Linked DNA regions of Mus musculus: region 1 is linked to region 2. A link is a contact called in public Hi-C data. All regions are on one chromosome and are shown on one strand. Each heading gives the region's core, a stretch centred on a gene start, on an enhancer-like site or on the middle of the called end of the contact. The rest is flanking DNA. Distances are from core to core; before and after follow the strand shown. Region 1 overlaps Gm31386 (a long non-coding RNA gene). Region 2 overlaps Numb (NUMB endocytic adaptor protein).

Region 1 (7,152 bases), core at 412-2,911, 120 kb before region 2:
TCCATCTATAGGGTTGCAGACCCCTTCAGCTCCTTGGGTGCTTTTTCTAGCTTCTCCATTGGGGGCTCTGTGTTCCATCTTATAGATGACTGTGAGCATCCACTTCTGTATTTGCCAGACACTGGCATAGTCTCACTCAGGACAGCTATATCAGGGTCCTTTCAGCAAAATCTTGCTGGCATGTGCAATAGTGTCTGGATTTGGTGGCTGATTATGGGATGGATCCCAGGGGTGGGGTAGTCTCTGGATAGTCTATCCTTTTGTCTTAGCTCCAAACTTTGTCTCTGTAACTCCTTTCATGGGTATTTTGTTCCCTATTATAAGGAGGAATGAAGTATCCACCTATTGGTCTTCCCTCTTCTTGACTTTCTTGTGTTTTGCAAGTTGTATCTTGGAAGTTCTATGTTTCTGGGCTAATATCCACTTATCAGTGAGTGCATATCTAATGACTTCTTTTGTGATTGGGTTACCTCACTAAAGATGATATCCTCCAGATACATCTATTTGTCCAAGAATTTCATAAATTCATTGTTTTTAATAGCTGAGTAGTACTCCATTGTGTAAATGTACCACATTTTCTGTATCCATTCTTCTGTTGAGGGATATCTGGGTTCTTTCCAGCTTCTGACTATTATAAATAAGGCTGCTATGAACATAGTAGAGCATGTGTTCTTATTACCAGTTGGAACTTCTTCTGGGTATATGTCCAGGAGAGGTATTGCTGGATCTTCCGGTAGTATTATGTCCAATTTTCTGAGGAACCTCCAGACTGACTTCCAGAATGGTTGTACAAGCTTGCAATCCCACCAGCAATGGAGGAGTGTTCCTCTTTCTCCACATCCTCGCCAGCATCTGCTGTCACCTGAATTTTTGATCTTAGCCATTCTGACTGGTGTGAGTTGGAATCTTAAGGTTGTTTTGATTTGCATTTCCCTGATGATTAAGGATGTTGAACATTTTTTTCAGGTGCTTCTCAGCCATTCAGTATTCCTCAGGTGAGAATTCTTTGTTTAGCTCTGAACCCCATTTTTAATGGGGTTATTTGAATTTCTGGAGTCCAGCTTCTTGAGCTCTTTGTATATATTGAATATTAGTCCCTTATCAGACTTAGGATTGGTAAAAATCCTTTCCCAATCTGTTGGTGGCCTTTTTGTCTTATTGACAGTGTCTTTTGCCTTACAGAAGCTTTGCAATTTTATGAGGTCCCATTTGTCAATTCTTGATCTTACAGCACAAGCCATTGCTGTTCTGTTTAGGATTTTTTCTCCTGTGCCCATATCTTCGAGGCTTTTCCCCACTTTCTCCTCTATTAATTTCAGTGTCTCTGTTTTTATGTGGGACAAAATACTTCTAAGAAATGCTAAAGAATAATAAAGGATGGTGAGATACCCACCGTCAACCTCTGGGCTCCATACACATGTGCACATGCACACATGTGCACATGCACACACACCTCATGCTCATATAACCTTACACAGAGAAGAAAGAAAAGCAAGCCTCTGCTGTTATTTCTAAAATCTGAACCAATTCTCTAAGCTATTGGCATGGTCTGTGTCTGGGGATGGGAAATAGATTTGTGCGTCTCCATTTGAGTGACAACATCCTTTTTATCTCTTGCTGATAAAAGACAATGATGTTCTTTCACAGGAAACTAACAGGAAAAGAAAGAAAGCCTACCACTGAGTACACTTCCTGAGGGTGAAAGCAAGCCGTGGCTGCTCTCACTGAGGGTAGGAAAAAGCTGAAAAAATAAACTCAGCATCCCCATGTGGAGTCAGTCTTCTTCCCCTTCTAAAATTGGCCAGTCTGAAGGGACAGACAGAGGTCTTCTCAAAATATTAAGAGGTATTGAAACTCACTAATCTCTTCTGTCTCAAACAGAGGAAACTTAGAAAGGAAGATAAGAGTCTTTGGAAAGAGGAACTTGACATTGGTACATACCTTCCCTTTAAGCTTCAGGTCCATTCCCAGCAACTTCTGCTTTGACTCTGTGTACAAATGTAGTAATGTTTAGGAATGTGTCAAGGGGAGAAGCAGCCAGGGTTAGAGGTGTTCAGAAAAACCTGTGTGCTTTAAAAAAACAAAGATTCCCCCCACAAACAAACAAAAACAAGGTCTCAACAAAAAGCAGACTGGCCTTGAACTTGATATGCAGATAAAGATGAACTTGAACTTCTGATCCTCTCCCTTCAGCCTCCAGAATGCTGAGATTGCAGGAGAGCACCGCCACACCTAGTTTACACAGAGCTTTGTGCATGCTAGGTGGGCCAGCTATTGACCCAGCTCTATTCCTAGCCCCACAGGTGCCTTGATTTTGAGGCAAAGGTATAAAATAGCATTATCTGGGAGTATTTATTGAGCTTTAAGGTACAACACTTAGCAGATGTTGCTAGAGATGACTCTGGATGTGGAGCCAGCTCCAATATAAAGTGCTTACTTGTGTGGATAGTATAACACAGTAGAATTAACACGGGAAATGTAGATGATAGAGGAGGAAAGGTGGGAGGGGGATGAGGGGGAGGGGGATGAAGAGGGAAGGGGGAGGGAAGGGGAAAGGGGAGAAGGTTTGAATAGCTATCCTGGCAGGAAGAAAGGAGTTAGGATGAATTGCAAAGACTTGGACTTTTGTCTGTCTACAGCAGAAGTTCTCAGCCTTGGGTCACAGCCCCTACAGGGTTTCTAGATCAGATATCCTGCATACCAGATATTTATGATTCCTAACAGTAGCAAAATTATAGTAATGAAGTAGCAACAAAATAATCTTATGGTTGGGGTCACCACAATGTAAGGAATTATATTAAAGGGCATGAGGAAGGTTAAGAACCACTGATCTAGGTGTTTTGTTTTTTTTCTTCTTCTTAATTTATGCTTGTGTTGTGCAAGCACATGCCATCATCATGTATGTGAAAGTCAGAGAACAAGGTTCAGGAGCCAGATCTGTCCTTCCAACCTTAAGTAAGATCTGAAGTCGGACCCAGGCTAGTATGGTGACATTCTCACAGGCTGAGCCATCACTGGTACTGCTGGGTTTATTTTTGAGGCAGTTTTTGCTAAGTAGACCAGGCTGAGGCTGGAACAGAAGTCTTAGTTTAAAAACCATTTATACTTCAGGAATTTTATCCTCCTCCCAAAGACTTCTTGTATAATAGTCATGGGTGAGCCTTGAGAAATGACTCAAAGCCAAAATAATGGAGTTTCCTTGATTATAGTTCCTCCTTTCTCTGGCTAGAGGCCAAGCCCCAATATCTTCCTCCCTCAAAAGGAAGCCAGCCTCAACCCAGCCCTGATGGATCGCTCTGACTGCCTAGTGATCACGCTGCAAACTGGACTCTCTTCTTACAATCTTCTAAATGTAAAGTCACTATGAGCTATCCGGTCTCATCTCTTGGCTCAGGTGTGGAAGTACCCTTATCGTGTCTGCTGAGACATGAACCTTCCTCTTTCTGATCCTCAGCTGATGACTGACTCTACATAATACACAATGACCAGCTTCTTTTGGGAGGGCAAAGATCACACCTCTAAGACATTGCGTATTCTTCCGGTCACACTCCTCCTTCAACAGAACCTGGATGGAGCCAGACGCACATGTTTCTTTGAATTAAAGGAGCTCTCATGATTAGCCTGTCTTGCAGGTTTTGATCATACTCTCCTCAATAGAAGGAATATAGGAAATTAGACTAGGCTATACTTTTGTTGGACATATTTTATGACGCCTAAACCTAGCATTTCGCTCTGGCAAGTGTAGGCCACTCACTGAAAAAGGGAACACAACATATGGAAGTTGGATCATCTTGTAGAAGTCACCACTTGACAGTATTCCCTTCCAACAGATTGAAGAGACAACTAGGTATCACACATTAATAATGTTAATAATAACTAATGGCTATTAAGTAGTTAAGATGTGTCAAGATTAGATGATATATCTTATTTATTCTCATAAAAGGTTTCCTTCTAGTAGCCAGGAGAGAAAACCAATCATTATATACACTCAGTAATAAGATTAATAGTAATAATAGTTATATATTTGTTATATTATACATTACATTATATATGCTGGCCCTAAATTGCATACGTTCTCTGATTTTGTTTCATTTTTAAATGAGCCCTATAGGTAGGATAGTTCTAAAATGTTTACTGATAATGAGCCTCCTGTTAGTGTTTATATACCGTGTAAGCTTCTCTCCTGAAATGTAGGCAGAGCCTAATAGCATATTGCTAACTAAAGGAATGTGGCAGAGGTGATGTGACATCACTTCTTTGATCAGAGTACAAAGGGCTGGCATTCTTTGTCTGGCCTTCTCTCTTTGCTTCTTGCTATCTCTGATGAAGTAAGCTGCCCTGTTATGTCTCCAAGGCCAGGCACTGATGAAGGCCTGCTGTCTGCTGCTCCTTAAGAACTAAGGCTTTAAGGTAAATTCTGTAAGAAACTTAATCCTGCCAAAGACCACATAAGAGAGCCACGAGGTAGATGACTACACTTTAGGAGAGACCCAGAGCCAGAGCCAGAGGACACAGCAAAGCTGCACCAGGATTTCAAACTCAGAGATACTATAAAATAATAAACGTAATAAATGTTTTAAGCTAGTAAGTTGTAGGGTGATTTGTTAGACAGCTAAAGATACCAGACACACATTTCATTTTGTAAACAAGAAACTGAAGCTTAGGGAGATTTAGCAACTTTCCTAATTAATCAACTGGAACTTTCCTACAGGTACAGTTAGTTTGTAAATGGCAGAACCAAAATTATTAATGACTATGGTGTGGGTGAGTGTTAGGCTCAAGAGGGCATAAGTTCAAGTGGTACATACCTTGCAGTCCCAATACTTAAGCAGCTAAGGGAGAAGTGTCATTAAACTGCCATTAAACTATGACAGTCTGGCCTACATAGTGAGAACAGGTCTCAAAACAAAGCAAGAAGGGTCCAAGTTTAAATTTACTCTCTTGTAAGGCTCCATGTGGCTGGGGTTTGAGAGTTCTCAAAGGCATTCTGCTTGAGCAATCTTTGGAAAATAGCCATGTTTCCAGGAAACTCTCTGCACGCATGTAAAACAGGGATGGACAAACCTTTAAATGGTGCTAAGTACTTTGCTTGGCCCACTCCCTGCTGTAGAAGAATAGCTGGTCCGCCCAGAGATTTGGTGATAGTAACTAGGGCCCCCTTTCAATAGCACAATGGCAGCATTATGAGCTGACACCTTACCCATTTTATAAATAAGCACACTATAAGCACATCATTTTTCTTGAGGATGAAAATGAGTATTTACTAGTAAGGCATGGTATGGCATTAAAAAAAAAATCACAGGGGCTGGAGAGATGGCTCAGTGGTTAAGAGCACTGACTGCTCTCCCAGAGGTCCTGAGTTCAATTCCCAGCAACCTCATGGTGGCTCACAACCATCTGTAATGGGATCGGATGCCCTCTTCTGGTGTGTGTCTGAAGAGAGTGACAGTGTACTCATATACATAAAATAAATACATCTTTAAAAAAAAATCCCAGGCATCTGGAACAGAAAAGCAAACAGCTCTGCCCATGAGAACGGCCCCTTCCACACTCTCCCCCACTTTGCCTTCTCATCCACAAACCAGTCTTGAACTTTGAAGCCACAGTGCTCAGTTCCAGCACGGGAAAAACGGCTTGGCACTTCCATCTATTAGAAGTTCTTCTGCTTGGGATGGTAAAATCATCTTTTGCCTTGTGTTCAGCCAGAGGTCACCTTTATGAAGACATGTCCTTGGCTTGGCTACATAAATCTGTCCTTCCTTTGTCAGCTCTGACCAGCTGCCAGAGCAGCAGTCTTTGAACTTGGGGAGGCTTCCCAAGAAGATACGGAACAAGAGCCTTATAGAATGCATCCCAGGCACTTTTTTCCTTTAACGAGTGAGTGGCAGACACTGCACTTTACCTATCAGTGCACTTAAGCAAGCCAGTGTAAAGTCCACAGGCAGCACTGGGAGGGGGCAGCCTCCGGAGGGGAGGGCTGGCTCAGCGCTCTCCTGGGCTCCCAGACCAGTTTTCTGTCTCTCATGGCGGCTTCTCTCTTGCTTTCTCTTCTTCTTTCCTCAGGTCTTTCTCCTCCCCAAGCCCCTCTTTTCTTCCTAACTCTTTCCACCTTGTTAACTACTTCTTATCAGTAATCTTGCCTCCAGTGGCTGGCGGGGCGGCAGGTAACTCTGGCCCTGGTCTGCTCCCACCGCAACTTACTTCTCTAGCCCATCTGGAACTGGAATTGTGTCTAGAAAAGGGGGATCGGAGGATTGAAGACTTCCACAGGCAAGACATAGAGCTTATCGAAGGTGGGATTTGGCTCTTTAGACCAAAAAGCAAGCAAACAAACAAGCAAATAAATAAAATAAAAACCAAAAGCAAAAAAAAAAAAAAAAAAATGCCCAAAACAACAACAAAAAAAAAACCCAACCAAACAAACAATCAAAAACAACAACAACAAAACAAAACCCAAAACTAAACAAAAGAAAAAGAAAAAGAAATGAACGGAGACTTGAGTGTTGAATGTTGCTCTGTAAGAAGAAGGTAGAGAGGAAATGCCTTAGAGCCCATGAAGGCCTGGGCTTCTACTGTACCCCTCAGATATCAGGGTACCACAGTGAGTCCCCCATTTTGCACTCAGTTGGTAGAGTCACATTTGAGTCACATTAGAGTCACATTTGCCGCTAGCATACCTGCCATCATGGTCTGAATCAAGAGGTTCTGAACAGATAGCATCTACAGCAACCTCCACAGGCAGCCATACCAAACACAGAGCTGCAGACAAGCAGGCTCCAGGGCTCTTGATTTCTAAGAGGCCCTGTGGGGGGCTGGGAGTGCTGGAGAAGTACACAGAGCAGGGAGGCGAAGCAAGGGGCAATGGTAGCAGGCTAACCCCATGTGGATAAAACCAAAGACTTCGAGCAGTTTTGTTAACCCAACACCCTTGGTTAGTTCTAAGTGTGCATCTTAAAGCCTTCCTTCTTTCAACTTTTCTTCTTCCTGCTGGTTGTACACATTTATTTTAATTTTCCTCTTATTTTACAAAGGGGAACCTTGGGAAGTAGATGGGTAGGAGCGACCCAGGACAAAAGCTTGTTTTTAGTGGTTGAGATAATGAGTGGCTGACCTTTGTGGCAATTATTCACCAACTTTTGTGATAGCAGTCTG
Region 2 (6,777 bases), core at 1,697-4,196:
CAGACTTGTTTTATGCTTCTAGAGTAACTAGCAAGTGCATGCTAGTTTTTCACAATCTTCTAAACATCCTTTGTCATCTGCCTGCCTCATTGCTCTATGTTTAACTCTCCTTTTTATGGAAAAGGGTTTTTTTTTTTTAAAGAAAAAAAAGCATAGTCTTGGTGTGAATGCCTCCTACCTTAACCCGTTTAGTGTTGAGGTTACAAGGATTACAAGCATTCAGCACCACATCTAGCCTTAAATAAAGCCTGTTGTTGTCATAGTTGTTTTGAGACAAACAGAGCCTTGAACTCACAGCCTGCTTCTGTCTGTCAGGTGCTGGGATCAGAGGTATGTGCCACCACACTCAGTTAATAAACGTTTTAAAGAGTGTGTTTGAGTTTATAGAATCTTTTTACCTTTCATTTACTTCTCAGCCTGTTCTGATCTAACTTCCACTTCACTGCCAGTCAGGTTCTCCAGAGACGCCAACTTGAGGATAGGTGAACATGGGTGCACATGCATACATGCAAGATAATCTGTGTGACATAGAGTATTTTAAGAGTTGGCTCATGAGTTCATGCATGTGGCAAGTAGGCTAGCAGTCTGGAAACTCAGACAATATTCCTGTGTTACAGATCAAAGGAGGCTTTCTTTCTCAACTGATTGTATAGGACCTGAACTGTTAAAGCTAATCTTTTCCTAAAGTCAGTTGTTGTTTTTGTATTTATAGCCCTGACTGTCCTGGAACTCACATAGATCCACCTGCCTCTGCCTCCCAAGTGGTGAGATTAAAGGCGTGTGCCACCACAACCACCTGGCCAAAAATCAAGTGCTCTTAACCACCAAGCCATCTCTCCTGACCTTGTTTGTTTTTTAAGATAGAGTCTTCCTTACATTGGGCTGGCCTGGAATTCCTTATGTAGTCTATCTTACTCCAACACATGATCTTGCCTTAGCCTCCTGAATGCTGGGATTACAGCCACAGCAACTTTAGACTAGTGTTTGACTTAAGCAACTAGGTATACTACCATGCCTGGACCTAAACTTCTCTTTACCTGGTACTTACTCTGTACCAGGCTGACCTTGTCTATATGTCTGTGCATAGGTCTGTGCCTGAGAATACAATGTCTGTAGTTGCATGTACCATCATACCTAGACCTAAGCCTTTCTTTCATTCCTTTTCACAAGCTCTTTGTAAGTTTGGTATTGCAGTTCATTCCAAATATAGTCAAGTTGACAACTGAGAATAGCTGTCACAATCTATCCCTTGTCAATTTGACAACACAGTCATATCTCCTTATGTACAAATGAAAACAATAACCAAGTCATTTTAATGACTGTATTCAGTTGTCTTCTGAATCCCACATAGCTGGGTGCTTGACAGACACCTTAGACTTCCTGAAATTTCCTATCTTAGCCAGAGCTACTTTTTCACTCAAGTGACACAAGACAGGAACCTATCCCCTCCCCTATACTGTGTAAAACCACCTTTGCAATCTCAGTCAAGATAGCTCCATCCTGATTCTTTCCTGCCTGGAATCTTGCTTATTGATCTCTATCTGACCTCAGGTACACTGCTGCAAAGTGATGTTTTAAAATGCAAGTCTAGGGACTGGAAAGTTCACTGAATTAAGAGCATTGCTGCTCTTCCAGAGGAACCAAGTGCAGGCCTCAGTACCCACCTCAGGCAACTCATAACTGTCTGTAACTGACACTCGAGAGGAACCAGAACCACCTCTGACAGCCACAGACCTGTGCATAAACATAAAGAGCAATTAAAAATAAGAGGTTTTTAAAAAATGCAAATCTAGCGCTGGTGCAGTAGTTTAGTGTTTGGTAAAGACCCTTGCTGCCAAGGCTGATGGCCTGAGTTTAATCTCCAGGGTGACACGATAGCGGGAAAGAGCCGACTCCAGTGAGGCCTCTGTGCACTCGCGATCAGATGTGATAAGTAAGAGCAGATATACAAATGTGGTTGTGTTTAATTCTTTTAGTAGCTTTCAGTTGCCCATAGAATTAAGATCCAGTTCCCTAGAAGGTGCATGAGGCCTTTCCTCCTGACTGTCTCCTGTTGCTTCATGCCCAGTCTACTTTCAAACCCACACTGAGATAGTTTCAGGGTCCCAGACTTATGTGCCCTTTGCCTTGATGGTATGTGTTCTCAGAGCATTGCTTTTCAGTGCTCTGTGAGGTGGTCTTGTAGCCACTTTTGCAGTGGCTAAAGTTTCAGATCTCACCCAGGATGTGGTGGTGGCGGCAGTGTAGCTGACAAACCTGGAGTGGGTCCTAGCCGCTTTTTAAACAAAGAGGATGCTTCCACAACCAGGATTCCTGGACTTGGGGACATGGAGAGGAGAGTAGCAGTTCTGTTGTTCCCTGTTCTTCTAGCAGCTGCTGATTAAACTCAGCCCCAGATTCCCTTTGGTCTGTACTTCTGTGACAATCCGATATCCACCTCAGCCTTTATTTGTTTTAATTTACTTATATCCACAGGCAAGTTAAGAAAGGGCATTAAGTACCATTGATTCCCTCAAAGAAGAAATAAATTATCAGCTCGTTCAAAGTGATTCTTGTTTCCCGCCCAAAAACATAAAAACAAAAAACAAAAAAGCCATGGCGGTGCATGCTTTTAATCCCAGCACTCAGAAGGCAGAGGTAGACAGATCTCTGAGTTTGAAGCCAGTCTGCTCTATACGGTGAGTTCCAGGACAGCCAGGGCTACACAAAAACCCTGTCTCAAAAAACAAACAAATAAAACCAACCCTTATCTTAGCTGTAATTTTAGAATCTTCCTATGCCCTCAGAATGTTTCCCTGCATGTAATGTTAGATTTAAAAAATTGGCCTTGCACTCGGGAGGCAGAGGCAGGCAGATTTCTGAGTTCGAGGACAGCCAGGGCTATACAGAGAAACCCTGTCTCAAAAAACCAAAAAAAAAAAAAAAAAAAATTTTTTTTTTTTTGGCTAAATTGGGGCTGGAGCGGTGACTCAGCAGTTTCTGAGTTCAGTTCCCCTCACCCACATGACTGTTCACAACTGTCAATAACTCTCATCCCATGGGATCCAATTCCCTTTTCTGGTGTGCAGATATACATGCAGACAAAACATCCTTATACAGAAAATACATAAATAATTAATTTTTAAAATCTAAGCTAAATTATTATTAATTTTGAGGGGATAAATAATTACTTTTTAAAAGATTGTTCATAGAATAATTATGGTTTCTTGCCATTTTTAACTGAAAATTTCAGGTGACAAAGGGTCACACCAGTTTTCAGAGGATAGCAGAATGGTTCAGAGCTGATTGGGATTTCTCTGTCCCTCTCTGTCCCTGCAGGTCTCCGTGTGGTGTAACTCCTTATGCACTCAGTATTCTCAGACTCTTAGGTTTCTCGACTGCGTTTTTAAATGGTGAAGACTCTTGTTGTGACTTCTTTGCCTTTTCTGGAATGTGTTACCTTGTTCTACTTGTATTTGTCTCTTCTCCCTTACTTAGTTATCTTAGGATTTGTGTTGTTTCTGAAGCCATAGCTCTGGCTTGTTTCTTCCTGAATGTCTCTGCGGTTTGGTTTGAGTACCTGGCTTTGGGCATCATTCCTGAAGCTGGGCTTCCTCTCTCCTTGTGACTTGTTGGAGGATGGAAATCTGTATTTTCTGAGTTCGTTTCTTTTTAATATTATGTGTGGGTGTGTCTCCTCCCTCCCCCTTCTCTTTTAAAAGACGGGAAAGAAAGCAGTGAAGGCCGTTCTGTGGGTGTCAGCGGATGGGCTCAGAGTTGTGGACGAGAAAACTAAGGTAAGAGTTTTGTGAGTTTAAATGCTGCTTCTCATGTGATTTCTCTCTAGTGATAAAATGCCATTAAGTGTTGTAGTAGCTCTATAAGATCCTGCCACTGTGTCCACAGTACAGCCTTTGAGAGACTGTTTCAGTGTCCAGGAAACTAGTTTAGTAACTCGTTTACTTTATGAACTGAATCTCTCAGCATTTTGTTGTACATGATGTAGCGTATCTTATGTACCCAGCATTAATATTTCATGCTAAGATGTGAGTTCTGTTTTTATTCTGTTTACTTTTTTCAGATCCTTGAATATAAAAGGTAATGTATCTTTTACTGTAGTTTTTAGATGACAGGCCACATGTTTACTGTGCCTTGTTCCTTAGGAAATGTCTTAGTGCTGAATGAACCGGCTGCTGAGAGCCCTGAGAGGCGAGGGCCACTGTAGGTTCACACGGTATTCTAGGTAGCACTCATTTGAGAGAAAGGGACCCTGAACGCCCAAGATATGCATGGTCAATTAATCAGTAATAAATTTTCTTAAGACCTAAAGTCAGGAAATGCTTTTTAACCAGAAGTTAATTTGGATAAAGTTAAGCGAATCAAAAACCGGTGTGAGAAGCAGTTTAATGATTCTTTTTTTTTCTTTTTCTTTTGTTTTTTGTTTTTGTTTTTGTTTTTCTTTTTTTTTTTTTTTTTGTTTTTTGTTTTTTGAGACAGGGTTTTTCTGTGTAGCCCTGGCTGTCCTGGAACTCATTTTGTAGACCAGGCTGGCCTCGAACTCAGAAATCCGCCTGCCTCTGCCTCCTGAGTGCTGGGATTAAAGGTGTGTGCCACCACGCCCGGCTCAGTTTAATGATTCTTAAATGGCTTAATATAGCAACATTTCAGACCTTTGAAATGCTAAAAATATTTATAGGCTTAAATTTAACACATTTTTCAGCAGTAGAGATTTTTTTTTCTCTTTTTTTTTTTTTTTTTTTTTTTTTTTTTTTTTTTTGGTGTTTTTGAGACAGGGTTTCTCTGTGTGGTCCTGGCTGTCCTGGAACTCACTTTGTAGACTAGGCTGGCCTCGAACTCAGAAATCTGCCTGCCTCTGCCTCCCGAGTGCTGGGATTAAAGGCGTGCACCACCATGTCCAGCTAGCAGTAGAGATTTTAAGTATATTTTTAAACTTGTATCCTTTTAATACATTTTTTGGATGAAATTTATTTTTGAAAAAAGGTCTTGCTGAGACAGTGCTTTCAGCGGTTAAGAGCACTGACTGCTCTTCCAGAGGTCCTGAGTTCAATTCCCAGCAACCCCGTGGTGGCTCACAGCCATCTGTAATGGGATCTGGTGTCCTCTTCTAATGTGTCTGAAGACAGCTACAGTGTACTCATGAATAAAGTAAATAAGCAAATCTGAGAGAGAGAATGAGAGACAGAGAGAGAGACAGAAAGAGAGATATCTTGCGGTCTTGCTGAGTTTGATCTAACAATTCCCCTGCGTCAGCCTCCCAAGTGCTGGGATAACAGGCTTGTGCCACCATACCAAGCAAATTTATCATTCTCATGGCTATGCATTTGCTTTTTACTGTATTTGGAAACTGATTTACCCTTTGATGGCTACTTTTTTAGAACCTACATTTATGAATTTCATTCTTTCCATGTTGACTGATAAGTTACTGGTAGATGGTTAGTTGAGTTGGAGGGGGACAGTCTCTCTGTGTAGCCCAGTCTCTTGTCTTGAGTTCAGTATGCAGCAATCCAGTTTGGCCTTGAATGTGCATCAGTTCTCTTGGCCTAGCGTCCAAGTTCTGGGATTGCAGGCGTGAGCCACCATGTGCACTGTAATTGGCAGTGTATCAGTATTGGATCCATCTTCCCACCTTTATATTTTCCCTATTATCAAGGATTAATATAATGTTGGAATTAGTGCTTGTGACAAGATCATGCTGTGATCTGCACAAATTAGTATAAACATAGAAGTCTGAACTTAAGGTCCCTAACCTTTCTTTGAGCAAGAAACTATGTTGTGGTGATGCACCAATCTCTAGCATACAAAGAGATAGAAACTGTGATTCATTCTCACAGAGAAAGCTGAGATGCAACCATAAAATAATCTAGCAGAAGCAGATAGAACTTGTAAAGCGGGCATTAAAATTGCACTGAGGGATATGAAAAAAATGCTACTATTGAATAAACAGCTAGATAATCTCAGAAGTTCTGGGGGAAAAAAGCAAATAAAATTTAAGGGTTGGGCATGGTGGCACATGCCATTAATCCCAATTCAGGAGGCAGAGCCAGAAGGATCTCTGAGTTCCAGGACAGCTATAGCTACATGGTGAGACTCTATATCAAAAAAAAAAAAAAAAGGAAGGAAGGAAGGAAGGAAGGAAGGAAGGAAGGAAGAAAGAAAGAAAGAAAGAAAGAAAGAAAGAAAGAAAGAAAGAAAGAAAGAAAGAAAGAAAGAAAGAAAGAAAGAAAACTCTACATTTTAAAAATAGAATACTTGAACTAAAAACTTTATACTGGATGGAGATACAGTTTTTTGGTTTTGTTTTGTTTTGTTTTGTTTTGTTTCGAGACAGGGTTTCTCTGTGTAGCCCTGGCTGTCCTGGAACTCACTCTGTAGACCAGGCTGGCCTTGAACTCAGAAATCCGCCTGCCTCTGCCTCTGCCTCCCTAGCACTGGGATCCGCCCAGCTGAGATACAGTTATTTGAAAGGGGGAAGTATAGAATAATACGTATTATCATTCTAATTTGTATAACATATAGTGGGAACTCAGTATTATATGATTTTGCTGTATTTGCAAATAAACCAAGAGGACTTAACCATTTGTTTATGTATGCATACTGTCAAATTGAACACGGCAACAACTGTGGAAGAGCTCTGAGCTAGAACCAAGGGACACACACACACTTCAGAATATGGAGATGAGTTAGAGAACTGTTGAGCCAAGTGATGCCTCCTAATCAGCCTCTGTAGGGATTCTGCATTGCACAGTGAACACCCTGAGCTGCTTCTGAGAAGACCAG

What was found. A called contact is a pair of places that touch in the nucleus more often than the background predicts.
Region 1: a Hi-C map of bone marrow-derived macrophages shows a contact between it and region 2, with 47 read pairs. The contact joins two enhancer-like sites. A contact is called at or near these places in 7 of 39 promoter capture datasets (the 3T3-L1 cell line, the C10 cell line, the HPC-7 cell line and 3 more), 2 of 15 datasets of contacts at CTCF or cohesin (the NIH/3T3 cell line and large pre-B cells), 16 of 484 Hi-C or Micro-C datasets (CD4 T cells, the N1E-115 cell line, bone marrow-derived macrophages and 10 more), 10 of 115 datasets of contacts at active chromatin or transcription factors (the SCID.adh cell line, bone marrow-derived macrophages, cardiomyocytes and 4 more) and 2 of 9 other capture datasets (adipose tissue and liver).

The regions. Positions count from the first base shown.
Region 1 is chr12:83,924,125-83,931,276 of GRCm38.p6, reverse strand. It overlaps Gm31386 (a long non-coding RNA gene), which reads right to left. Exons shown (of 3, transcript XR_381772.3): 2 at 1,942-1,988. Among named protein-coding and RNA genes, the nearest start is that of Gm31386, 5.8 kb to the right of the region's middle. Within about 2 kb of position 1,661, at least 87 of the 459 cell types and tissues checked have an H3K27ac peak or open chromatin away from gene starts, as enhancers often do. A contact at or near this core is called in the SCID.adh cell line and bone marrow-derived macrophages, where this site is marked.
Region 2 is chr12:83,808,285-83,815,061 of GRCm38.p6, reverse strand. It overlaps Numb (NUMB endocytic adaptor protein), which reads left to right. Exons shown (of 10, transcript NM_001136075.2): 4 at 3,702-3,776. Among named protein-coding and RNA genes, the nearest start is that of Gm46367, 11 kb to the left of the region's middle. Within about 2 kb of position 2,946, at least 13 of the 459 cell types and tissues checked have an H3K27ac peak or open chromatin away from gene starts, as enhancers often do. A contact at or near this core is called in the SCID.adh cell line and bone marrow-derived macrophages, where this site is marked.